Linked DNA regions of Mus musculus: region 2 is linked to region 1. A link is a contact called in public Hi-C data. All regions are on one chromosome and are shown on one strand. Each heading gives the region's core, a stretch centred on a gene start, on an enhancer-like site or on the middle of the called end of the contact. The rest is flanking DNA. Distances are from core to core; before and after follow the strand shown. Region 1 overlaps Ctnnd2 (catenin (cadherin associated protein), delta 2). Region 2 overlaps Ctnnd2 (catenin (cadherin associated protein), delta 2).

Evidence for each region. A called contact is a pair of places that touch in the nucleus more often than the background predicts.
Region 2: a Hi-C map of bone marrow-derived macrophages shows a contact between it and region 1, with 3 times the contacts expected there. The contact joins two enhancer-like sites. A contact is called at or near these places in 7 of 39 promoter capture datasets (the C10 cell line, the HPC-7 cell line, cranial neural crest and 3 more), 1 of 15 datasets of contacts at CTCF or cohesin (pro-B cells), 2 of 484 Hi-C or Micro-C datasets (both in bone marrow-derived macrophages) and 1 of 9 other capture datasets (bone marrow-derived macrophages).

The regions. Positions count from the first base shown.
Region 1 is chr15:30,608,256-30,613,828 of GRCm38.p6, forward strand. All of the region lies in intron 3 of Ctnnd2 (catenin (cadherin associated protein), delta 2), which reads left to right. Among named protein-coding and RNA genes, the nearest start is that of Gm24487, 9.5 kb to the left of the region's middle. Within about 2 kb of position 2,221, at least 101 of the 459 cell types and tissues checked have an H3K27ac peak or open chromatin away from gene starts, as enhancers often do. A contact at or near this core is called in bone marrow-derived macrophages, where this site is marked.
Region 2 is chr15:30,428,660-30,434,232 of GRCm38.p6, forward strand. All of the region lies in intron 2 of Ctnnd2 (catenin (cadherin associated protein), delta 2), which reads left to right. Among named protein-coding and RNA genes, the nearest start is that of Gm41284, 72 kb to the right of the region's middle. Within about 2 kb of position 3,087, at least 1 of the 459 cell types and tissues checked has an H3K27ac peak or open chromatin away from gene starts, as enhancers often do. A contact at or near this core is called in bone marrow-derived macrophages, where this site is marked.

The DNA of each region.
Region 1 (5,573 bases), core at 971-3,470:
GAGATGCCATAACTCCTTAATAGTTCCTGTTTCTGAGAAGAGCTTGTCTTCCTTACACAGAGCCATGATTCAGAGGCAAAGCCTGGCCTTGAGGATCTGTTGACACTCCCGGTTACTTTGTACTTAAGATGACATACACACGTGGTGTGTGCTCTGAGTTTCATTCATGGCTCCAGCAGGAAAGGGTGTGAATGAGCTGCAGAGTAAGAAGTTATGGTGTGGGTTGTACATAGCTCTTTCATTCACACACCTGGACATCTCCTGAACGGAGTGAGTCGCACCTGTACAGAGCCCTGTGTATAGAGAATATAGAGGCATTGCAAAGTTCTAGCCCTGGCCATTAGGATTATAGACACCAAATGTCATTTATAATGGAAAAATAAGCACAAATAATGTCAACTAGGAAGGTGTTTTAAATATCTTAAGATGTTTTCATTTGTGGCTCTATAAAAGATTTGAAACATTTTTTTATGCAAGCACTACCATTGTTTAGCAAGAACTCTTATTCAAAAATCCTCATTTCTTCCCGAACATAATAGTTCGGAAAGAACTGTTGCTTTGCCCCTACATAAAATAAGGGGTCTAATCTAATCTTTCAATTTCAGCTATTCTATATAAAATTTTGGAGAGTATTCTTAAATGTGTAATTTAAATTTTTAGCATAATATATATGGAAAGCAGTGGACAAATCAAAGAGACCAATTTCTAGGCACTGGGAGAGTTGTTTGTAAGACATCCACACAAATTCCCTCTGCAGTCACTCCTCTGCAGATTAGCAGAAGAATAGGGGCATACCTACTAGGCAACAGCCTATGTTTTATCAGTGTTTGCAGAGAGGGAGTACATTGCATTATATGAGATCTGGATTTTACGTGCATGCATAAAAACTGGCATTTTGCTCCAGGATATGGAGCCAAATATCACTTTAAATCTTTCTTCAAATCACAGGACAATAGAAAGAATTTTGGGCATCTGATGAGCAGAGAATCTGGGGTATAACCCATGACCTTTTCACCAATGACAGGGTAGTTCTTGCATAAGATTGGCTATGTGATTCCTATATTCTATTTCAGGGCTAACAGCTCATTCAAGGAACAAAGTATCAATGAGGTTGGGCAAGTCCAGTCAGCTCTGATAAGAATAAAGAACAAAAGGATACTCACAAGTGAACACATTCCTTTTTCTTTTTTTTTTTCTTTTTTTTTTTTTTTTTTCTGTATGCCCATCTGTCTTAGGGTTTTACTGCTGTGAACAGACACCATAACCATTATAAGTCTTTTAATCGACAACATTTAATTGGGGTTGACTTCATCCAGGCAGGCATGGTGCTGGAGAGTGAGAGTTCTACATCTTCCTCTGAAGGCTGCTAGTGGGAGACTGACTTCCAGGCAGCTAGGATGAGGCTCTTAAAACCCATGCCCACAGTGACACACCTACTCCAACAAGGCCACACCTCCCAATATCGACACTCCCTGGGCTGAGCATCTATAAACCATCATACCATCTCCATCTCTTCCTTCTCTGTCATTATTCCAATATCCCCTATCTTCAGTTTGTTCTAGCTTATATTACATGAGAGAATAAACTAACAGCATTTGTATACAAAAACAAAACAAAACAAAACAAAAAAAAAAGTCAGAGTGTAAAAATGAAGCATGGTCAAACCACTTTAGTTTTGTTTTGTTTTTTATTTGTGAATATTTATAGACTCATGAAAATACAAAATAAATTATACAGAAAGCTTACTTGTAACTATGCCTGTTTCCCTGTAACTATGCCTAGCCCACATATAAGGCATTGGTATAATCCAGAATTTCCTACTTTCAATATACACCTCCCATGTGTGCAAGTGTGTGTGTGTGTGTGTGTGTGTGTGTGTGTGTGTGTGTGTGTGTTTGTACACACAGAGAAAGAGAGAGAAGGAGAGAGAGATTTGTGTGTGTGCTTAGTTCTATGAGACTGCATCAAACAAATGGCTTTGTGTTTGTACCACCAATATCAATATTCTAACCACTCCATCACAGAAAGGCTACCTCGTCCTGCACTATCCCCTGACATATCCTTAACCCTTAGCTGTCACTGATCTTTTCTTCAGTCCCCTAATATTGTACTTCAAGACTATTACTTCTTTTTAAAGGCATCTTAGTCTTTTGAGGATCACTACCTACTGTGTACCAAAAGCCATTCTTTCCCTTGCTGTGGAGGTTTCTGTAGTGTGTTGTGTCAGGCCATTCACTGCTCAGCTGCTGAGGGATGTCTGGCTGATATTCTAGCCTTTGGTAGTTATGAATAAATCTGTGGTGAAGATTTATACATCCATCGATATTTTTTTTTCTTTTACTAAACATTACATGAGTTCAGGTGGCTCACATGGTCAAAAGGCTGCTACTGCCTTTCGGCCTGTAAAGACAGAAGATGTGATGGCCACTGGTGTTTATGGATACCCTGTGGTTTCTGCTCTATAAACAGTCAAAGTGTACGGTGACTTTGTAAGCGGAAGTGGGCTCAGAGGAAGAAGCCACAGTGCAAGCAGCTCTGTGACCGCGGTTCTCCAGAGCAACTTCCAGTTCCTGTTGTTTGCACTTCCTCTTGTCTTCAGCCTTTAAGGGAGTTTCATAATTAGTCAGAAGAGCTGAGCTGTGGTGCAGGGCTTTAATCCAGGCACTTCCTGGGGCAGATACAGGCGGATTTTGACTTCATAGGCCAGCCTGTGTCTACAAATCGAGTTCCAAGAAAGCCAGGGCTAAACAGAGAAAACTGTCTTGAAAAAGTCAAAGTGAAATTTAATTTTTACCAATTTTGTATTGTTACTCAAATTTCTTTTCTCTTTCCTGAGGGATATAAGACCATTGCTTTCATATATTTCCGTTGAAGATCTAAGGGGAGTAAACTTCATGTATACTAATTATTCCATTAAAATATGTGACCAGGCTTTAACATGTTTGCAACAGGTAAGATGGATGGATGAATGGATGGATGGACAGACGGATGGAAGGACAGACAGGTAGACAGGCAGGCAGATCAATATGGGAAGGACGAATGGGGAAATGAAAATCTGGCAGATTTGTGTGACTTAAAGGAACAGCAAAGTGAGCCCCCCCCCACACACACACATCACCCCTTCATAGCTTCATATACAAAGGCACACACACCCTCCAGAATCAAGATTTACTCAGACTCATACACAGTCACAGGAAACAAGAAAACACGAGTTTAACCTTCTGTTTACTCACGGAGTACGGAGGTATTTTCGCTGAGACGTAGAGGGGTAACACTTGGAATACCTTGCTGGGGGCATCACAGCCATTAGCAAATAGCAACTACTCTTATCCACCCCTACTCTAAACCACAGTAGTGGTCACCCAGCTTCCCAATGCAGAGAATTCTCTCCTCCGCTCCTGCTAATGCTCAGAAAGGAAGCATTGGAGTTCATCAACATCTGACCGAGGTACAGAGGATGTCAGAGTTGACTGATCAGCGTAGCAGTGAGCAGCCCAGTAGAGCTGACACAGAAACAGCACAATGGTTCAATTAAATGCTTTGGAGAGTACTTTACAATAGTACCCCTAGTGATCAAAGATTGCGACTTATGTTATTCCAATTTGTGGAATGCCCACTGGCAGAGATATTATGATAGTTTATTTTCTAATGTGGTTAGATATATGTCTCCAACTACAATAAATGCCTTCTGTACTAGTAAAATTGTTTAAAAATAATTCCTAGCCCATGCATGAGAAGGTTCTCAAGAATCTGTGAAAGGAAATATAGTATGAGGAATTCATATTTTATAGAACCCCATTTGTTGCTCCTTCCAGTATTGGATATTATACATAATATGCCTCTTGTAATATAGCTACGGTCAACTCTGAATCTATAAAATTAATTTCAAGAAGAGAAACTTGAATGTGTTTCCTTCCCATGGTAAAAGCTTGGCTTTTGTATTGCTAGCACATTTTGGATGATGGAGCCTCAGGCTAATTCTTTGTGTTTGTGACAAACTGGAGTATTTATTTAGAGAGAATTAAACCCAAACTGAATACATGCTCTTTCTGCTTTGTACAGCTCTAAGTGGCTGTTTCCCACATGGGACAGTACTGTGGTCCTTTGTGACACACACAGGAGCCACTTACGTCCAGGCCCCCCTGTGGGAGCATTAGTCTTTTGCTGTATCAACTGCTTGCATATTTTGCCAGTCATCAAAGCCAACAAAATTAGGTTAGGGCTGTGAACTTCTTCTGCCTCAAACTGAAAAGAAATTCATAATAGAAATTTGAGGTAGATATATTTTCTCACACATGATTCTGAAAACAGAAAATGTTCCTGGTGTTAGCTATAGCAAGAATGATGGCAAACTCCAGGAGAGACTGTCTAAAAGGTGCTGAATGGACAGACTTAGGGTTTAGAAGCAAGCCATCTTTCTTTTTCAAAGAATATACTCCTTTTTTAGTTCCTATTATAGTTTTGGTGAAAGAAAGCATAAATTCTTTAGAACCCATGACATATTAGTGTGATAATATTTTATCTGTCCTCAAGACAGATAAAAAGACACGGTGGATTCTGTGTTACTATCCCGTGGAAGCTCATTTTGTTCTGTGAATTGGCAGTTCTTTCTCCAGCTTTCCCTCCTTTGGCTTCTATTCACAACTTCCCTCATGATGTCAAGTTCATGTCACTGTTCTGTGGGTTTAAGTCCTTTACATTCTTACTTTTGATAAAATTCCTATGAAAAAGATATCCCTGTCTTCCCAAAAAGGAAACTGTGCTGCCTAGACAGCAGGCAATGTGTCTACAGTCCTTGGACCTGCATACAAAGGCTTTGAACAGGAGGCGGCTTAGCGTACTACCTCCAGCTCTATGCATGTGACTCTAAATGTCCCTACCCCATTGTCACTTATGTAAATGAGCATTCTATCACTGTAACAAAATACTCAAGACAAATAATGTACAGAGTAAAATGGTTATTTGGACACCCAACTCCTCAGGTTTCTCTCAATGACTGATTGAATTTATTACTAAGCACATGTCCATGAGAACACGTGATGAGGCAAATTTCTTGTCAGACAGCAAAGAGAGAGGAAGGGGCAAGAGTCCCACAGCCCCCATTAGCAGTCATCCTCAATTGTCAGTGGTCCTTAACCTTCCTAGTGCTGAGACCATGTAACACAATGCCTTGTGCTGTGGTTACCCCAACCATAAAATTATAGTTCATTGCTACTTCACAACTGTAAATTTGCTATTGTTATGGCTTATAATGTAAATCTCTGTATTTTTCCGATGGTCTTGGGTGACTCTGTGAAAGAGGTCGTGGACCCACAGTTTGAGAACTACAGGTCAATGATCTAAAAACTCCCTATCTTTTAATACGGCCACAGTGTTTCTATAATGTCCCCTTAGGACCATGACTTTAACACATGGGCCTTTGAGAACATTCAAGTAGCAAGCCATAGTGAAAGTCATGGAGAACCTGTGATGTCTCCCTTCTGGATGCTCAGAGCCACAAGGGGGTACCCACCGAGAAAATGTGCTGTCGTCCAAAATTCGCCATGCATGGCATTCTCTTGTACCAGCTGCTC
Region 2 (5,573 bases), core at 1,837-4,336, 180 kb before region 1:
GTTCACACTTTCTAAGTTTTTATATGTTGCATATGTATCCAAGAGTTAAAGTTCATCTGAATAAGTAAACACCAAATTATTTTCCAAAGTCGTTTCTTCAGTTATATCTAAATAGAAATGGTTCTGTTGGGTCTTGTTTCCTACATCACTGGACCATCGCCATCTTGGTCGACTGAAATGGAAGTGAATCATTAGGCTGGAAGAAAAAAAGGCATACAGTGTTCTTCTTTCTTCACCCTCATAACAAAGCAGACATCAGGAACATACTAAACAGTTTTGAGCATCAGTATGTACCTTTCAAAATTAAGAATAGTTCATTTAACTCACTAAATATAGTATCTACATAATAGGTAAACTTAGTAGGCATATCCTGTAGCCGAGAAGGCTGAGGCAGGAAAGGGTGGTTCAAGGACAGCATGCACTACATAGCAAGAGCCTCTTTAAACAGTGAGAGGCATATAGCCAATCAGATGTATAATGATTCTCTCAAGAATCAAGACCTCTGTAAATAATTAAAATAATTAAACTGTTTTTACAAACAAAAATGCATTTTTAGAAATTACCTAAACTTTTTTTATTGAAAATAAGTATGAATTTTCAACTGCTATATATTTTTAACTACCAATATGTTTAAAATATGTTTCCCATGAGTCACTTTATATACAGCAATGTTCAAGACTGAAAGGAGTTAGTCTATCTGATAAAGTGTGAATAAATATTTTTGTTGAGAGGCAAGGGAATGGAGAAAGTTGTCAGACTCTGGTGTCTTTATAGGAAGTTAGACAACTGTACTATTGTGACATCAAAATTTTATCCTAGGCTATGGAGAGTAGTAGGGAAGAAGCTGGAGCTGAGGAACCAGTGGCAGCAACATCTAATTCCACGAACTCCCCGATTTGAAAGTATGCAAGGTTATAGTCACATGATTCGGTGTAGTATTTCTTCCGCATGCCTCCATTCCTCCCCTTTGAAATAATAATGTAAATTCTGTGTATTGTAGTAATTTCCACTTTTACTTTAAAGGAATCTACAAATAGAAGATTGTCTTGAGTCTCAAAAGAGACTTTAGACTTTGAAACTGGACTGAGACTGAAAGATTAGGGGTTTTAGATAACTGTACCAACGCCGTTTGTCATTATGACATGATCCTAAGTCTATGATGTCTAGATAGTGGAATGTGGTTGTTTGACTGAGAGTAGCTCCCATAGGCTCATGTGTTTATTTACTCAGCCCCCAGTTTGTAGAACTGTTTGGGAAGGGTAAGGAGGTATGGCCTTTGTGAAGTAGGAGTGTCACTGTGGATATGCTTTGGGCTTTCACCCCCTACACACACATCTTTCTAGGAAGCTCTTTTTTTCTCCCTGCCTGATAGTTGTATCTCAGGTGTAATCCCACAGTCACTGCTCCAGTGCCAGGCCTGCCTGCCTTCTATCATGCTGTCTGCCATGATAGTCATGGACTCCCCCTCTGAAATTCTAAGCTTCCAATAAACCATTTCTTCAAAAGTTGTCTTGGTCATGATGTATTAGCAAAACAACCAACAAGTAACTAAGACAGTTACCTCTTAATAACTGTGCATACAAGAATTAAATTCAACACAGGGGCAGTGAATTTCTTGACAGAGAAAGCTCATCTAATGCATAAATAATAAAGCATCATTTTGAATGCCAAAAGGACTTAGGTATGGCCAGTCCCTCAGTTCCCGGTTTGTGCCTTGGTTCTGAAACCCACAGAATTTTGGTCTTTATACCGTTCCTTTTCCTATCACTTTGAAGGAAGCACGGGGTTGACTTGCAACTGTCATAAATGGCTTTTATAATCATTAATCAGTGACTTTTAGAAATATTATTTCAATGTAAACCTCCTGAATGGTATTTATATACCACAAGATTGTGGGGAAGACGAAAGTTAAGCTTTAATCTCATTACTTCCACACGCTGTAATTGGTATACAGATGCTTGACAGTAAAATAAATATGACTCAAAACCAAAACAGATTTTAATGGAAGTGTTTTGACATTGATGAATCTTCTTAGGAGATGTCACAGAGAAGTGTTTTGGACCACTGATATATTTCACTGGCATTGCCAACATGAAACAGGAAGAGCATCCATTCAAGTAATGCATGCTGCAATGGGGAGAGAATGCCTGGGCCTTAGAGGAGTGGAGTCATGAACATAGGCTGATGTCAGTTGACCATAAAATTCTTTAGAAGTTTGTAATTTTTTATTCTTAGAAATAATCTTAATAAGGAATTTCATCTCTGCTTTTCTGTAGCTTTGGCATTAGTGGATAATTTTTTTTCCTTAGAAGTGGGAACAAAACACCCTTGGAAGGAGTTACAGAGACAAAGTTTGGAGCTGAGATGAAAGGATGGACCATGTAGAGACTGCCATATCCAGGGATCCACCCCATAATCAGCATCCAAACGCTGACACCATTGCATACACTAGCAAGATTTTATCGAAAGGACCCAGATGTAGCTGTCTCTTGTGAGACTATGCCGGGGCCTAGCAAACACAGAAGTGGATGCTCACAGTCAGCTAATGGATGGATCACAGGGCTCCCAATGGAGGAGCTAGAGAAAGTACCCAAGGAGCTAAAGGGATCTGCAACCCTATAGGTGGAACAACATTATGAACTAACCAGTACCCCGGAGCTCTTGACTCTAGCTGCATATGTATCAAAAGATGGCCTAGTCGGCCATCACTGGAAAGAGAGGCCCATTGGACACGCAAACTTTATATGCCCCAGAACAGGGGAACGCCAGGGCCAAAAAGGGGGAGTGGGCGGGTAGGGGAGTGGGGGTAGGTGGGTATGGGGGATTTTTGGTATAGCATTGGAAATGTAAATGAGCTAAATACCTAATTTAAAAAAATTTAAAAAAATTTTTTTCTTTATACTTAAATTTACTTAATGCACTTACCTTGGAATTGTAGGAGGATATGTAGCTAGGATTCCGTGTATCTCGGCACAGCTCTGCTCACTTTAGATATTAGTTCTTTAAGAACCTTTCACAGAGACAGACAGGCTTGATATTGTTCTTCAAAAATAATTAGTGATTACTCCTGACAGTTTCCTGTTTCTATGAAAAACAAGCTTCCAAATATAAAGCCTGAGTCATAATTTTACTGAAAGAAAAGAACATATAACCAAGCAAAACAATTCATCTTCAAGTTCTCCTTTTGTAAAATCATCTTTCTTTTTATAAACTTCAACATATTTCTTTAGTTGAGTGCTCACTATATAACCCTGGGTGATCTGGCACTCGATGCATAGACCATGCTGGCCTTGAGTAGAACACCACCTGCCTCTGTCTCTGGAGTACTTAGATTAAAGGTGCATGCCATGATAACTGGTCTATAAAAGTCATTTTCATTAACATATACAGTTGTGCAAAAAATGGTTTTATTATGATGTTTTCATACTTGTATGTAGTGTCTTCTTCACATAGTCACTACCTGGTAATTCTTGGGAGGAGCAAGCACTGTTCTCTGTGGCATTTGATCTTGATCTAGAAATGAGGTTTTCTAGACCAGGATAGCAAGTGGTGATTGGCTAGAGATGCACATGCAGAAAGCACAAGCATAGATGAGGGGAGCACATGGAGGTGTCTTCTTAGAGGGGATGCTATCACAGAGGCAAATTGGTACCCAGGACTATGTGCCATGCAAGGGACCACGTGAACTATGTACTCACACCAGTTTTTGTTTTAGGGAAAATATTTATCATTGCATATTGATAAACATGGCACGAGATTATATTATGTGGATTCCATGATCAGATAACAAGATAACTCTAAGTCTACCTCAAAGTAAAACTCCATGAAAGTGTGAGTTAGCATGTTTTTCTGTTAGACTTTTCCTAACACAACAACTTACCCCTCAAATGTATGTATTAATTCTTGAGTCCAAACTGGTGTATATCTAAGCTGTGTTTCTTCAATAAAGTGTCTTTTTCTCGAACCAGAAACTAAGCAACAGTATCCTTGTGAGCTTAAGTAAACATGCAGCTATATTTCAACAAACAACAGGGTAGCCAAATAGAAATATGTCAGTGACTCAAAACTATGACTTCATACCATTTTTGAGGAGTAGAACTGTGTGGATGATGTTTTCAGCAATGCATTTTATAATTGACTTGGGCAACATTTGTGAGGATGACTTTCTTTTGCTTAAAAGTTATGGACCGTCAACTAGAACCTACAGTGCTTGCTATTGTGAGGCAAGGGGAGGAGGGTAGGTTATTGAAAGCTGGCTTCTCTGGCTGCGAAAGAAACTCAGTTGGCTTCAGACATTAACACTTACTGGTTTGTCAGTCTGGTGTGGTTACTTTTCTTCTCAGTTGATCCATGTCCAAACGGGAATACTATTGTTCTTTTATATGATTACACTGACTAGGTAAGGCGATACAGTCAAAATCAGCTGTTCTTACAAATATATTGTTTCTGAACTGAAGTTCACAGGAGAGGGAGGATGTACACCTTTGTAAAAGATTCTATATGACCGAGTGACCCACTAGAATTTTGAGAATTGTGGCAAGTGGGAATGTTTCAGGTTATCTTCAATTCCATGAAGCCATTTGTTTCTCATCTCTTTGTTTGACCTAGTAGCCTTGTAACTATCAAATAAACTCTCTGGATTGTGCAAACAGACCCTAACTTCCACCAACTCAAAGGCTAAGAGTGAAACCATGCAACATCTGAGACCTATAGGAGAGACTCCTCCACACCAGTACACCCAGCCTACCTGACGTTCTCTCCAAAATCTTTAAAAAATACCCCAACTTATGACTTTTTTTTGTCAATCATGAAACTATTGCCATGTTGGACATGGAATTTGTAGATCGCTACATGCTGGTTTCCAAGCCACAGCTACTAATTTTTTACTCCAGAGTAAACTATCTCCTTATTAACATCTTCAACACTTTTAAGTATACATTTCTAAATGTTTGGCATTTTAAGATACAATACACAGGGCTCGATGAAGCTTTTTAGCATCATCTCCTCCATAATCCAAGTGAAATATGTGCCTTCACTGGACAGGTATTGAGCTTTTGCTTTAGATCACTTTATGAAGGTCATTACTATCATTGGATTGGCTACGTTTAACTGAGCTTGAATCTCGTGGAATGACCTAGTGATTTTAGTGGAGTGCTACAGAGGGAACTCAGCATATAGGCATGTAAAGTGGCACTTCGTGTCCAGAACAAGCAGTAAAAGTCTGTCATGGACACTTATATTGTGATCATAAATCAATATAGCAAATACTAGGACTCAAACCAAATTGACGTCAAATAAATCAGTTCCAAGTTTCTGCTCATATTTAAAGAAGGTCATGGTGTAGGTTAAAGGATTCTCAGTGTGGTTTTGCTAGGATGAAAACCTACAGTGATAAAAGGTTAATGTAGCCTGGCCAAGGGGAAGAAGTTCATCCATTTAATACCTTGAGTCCATGAAATGTAGATGGGAGGCTACCACCTCAGGTTAAAGCTTAGCTCTCACCCAACATGTACTAAGACAACCTTGGTCTAGTCACAGCCTCACAGAATGTTCCTTCCTGCCACTTCATGGGC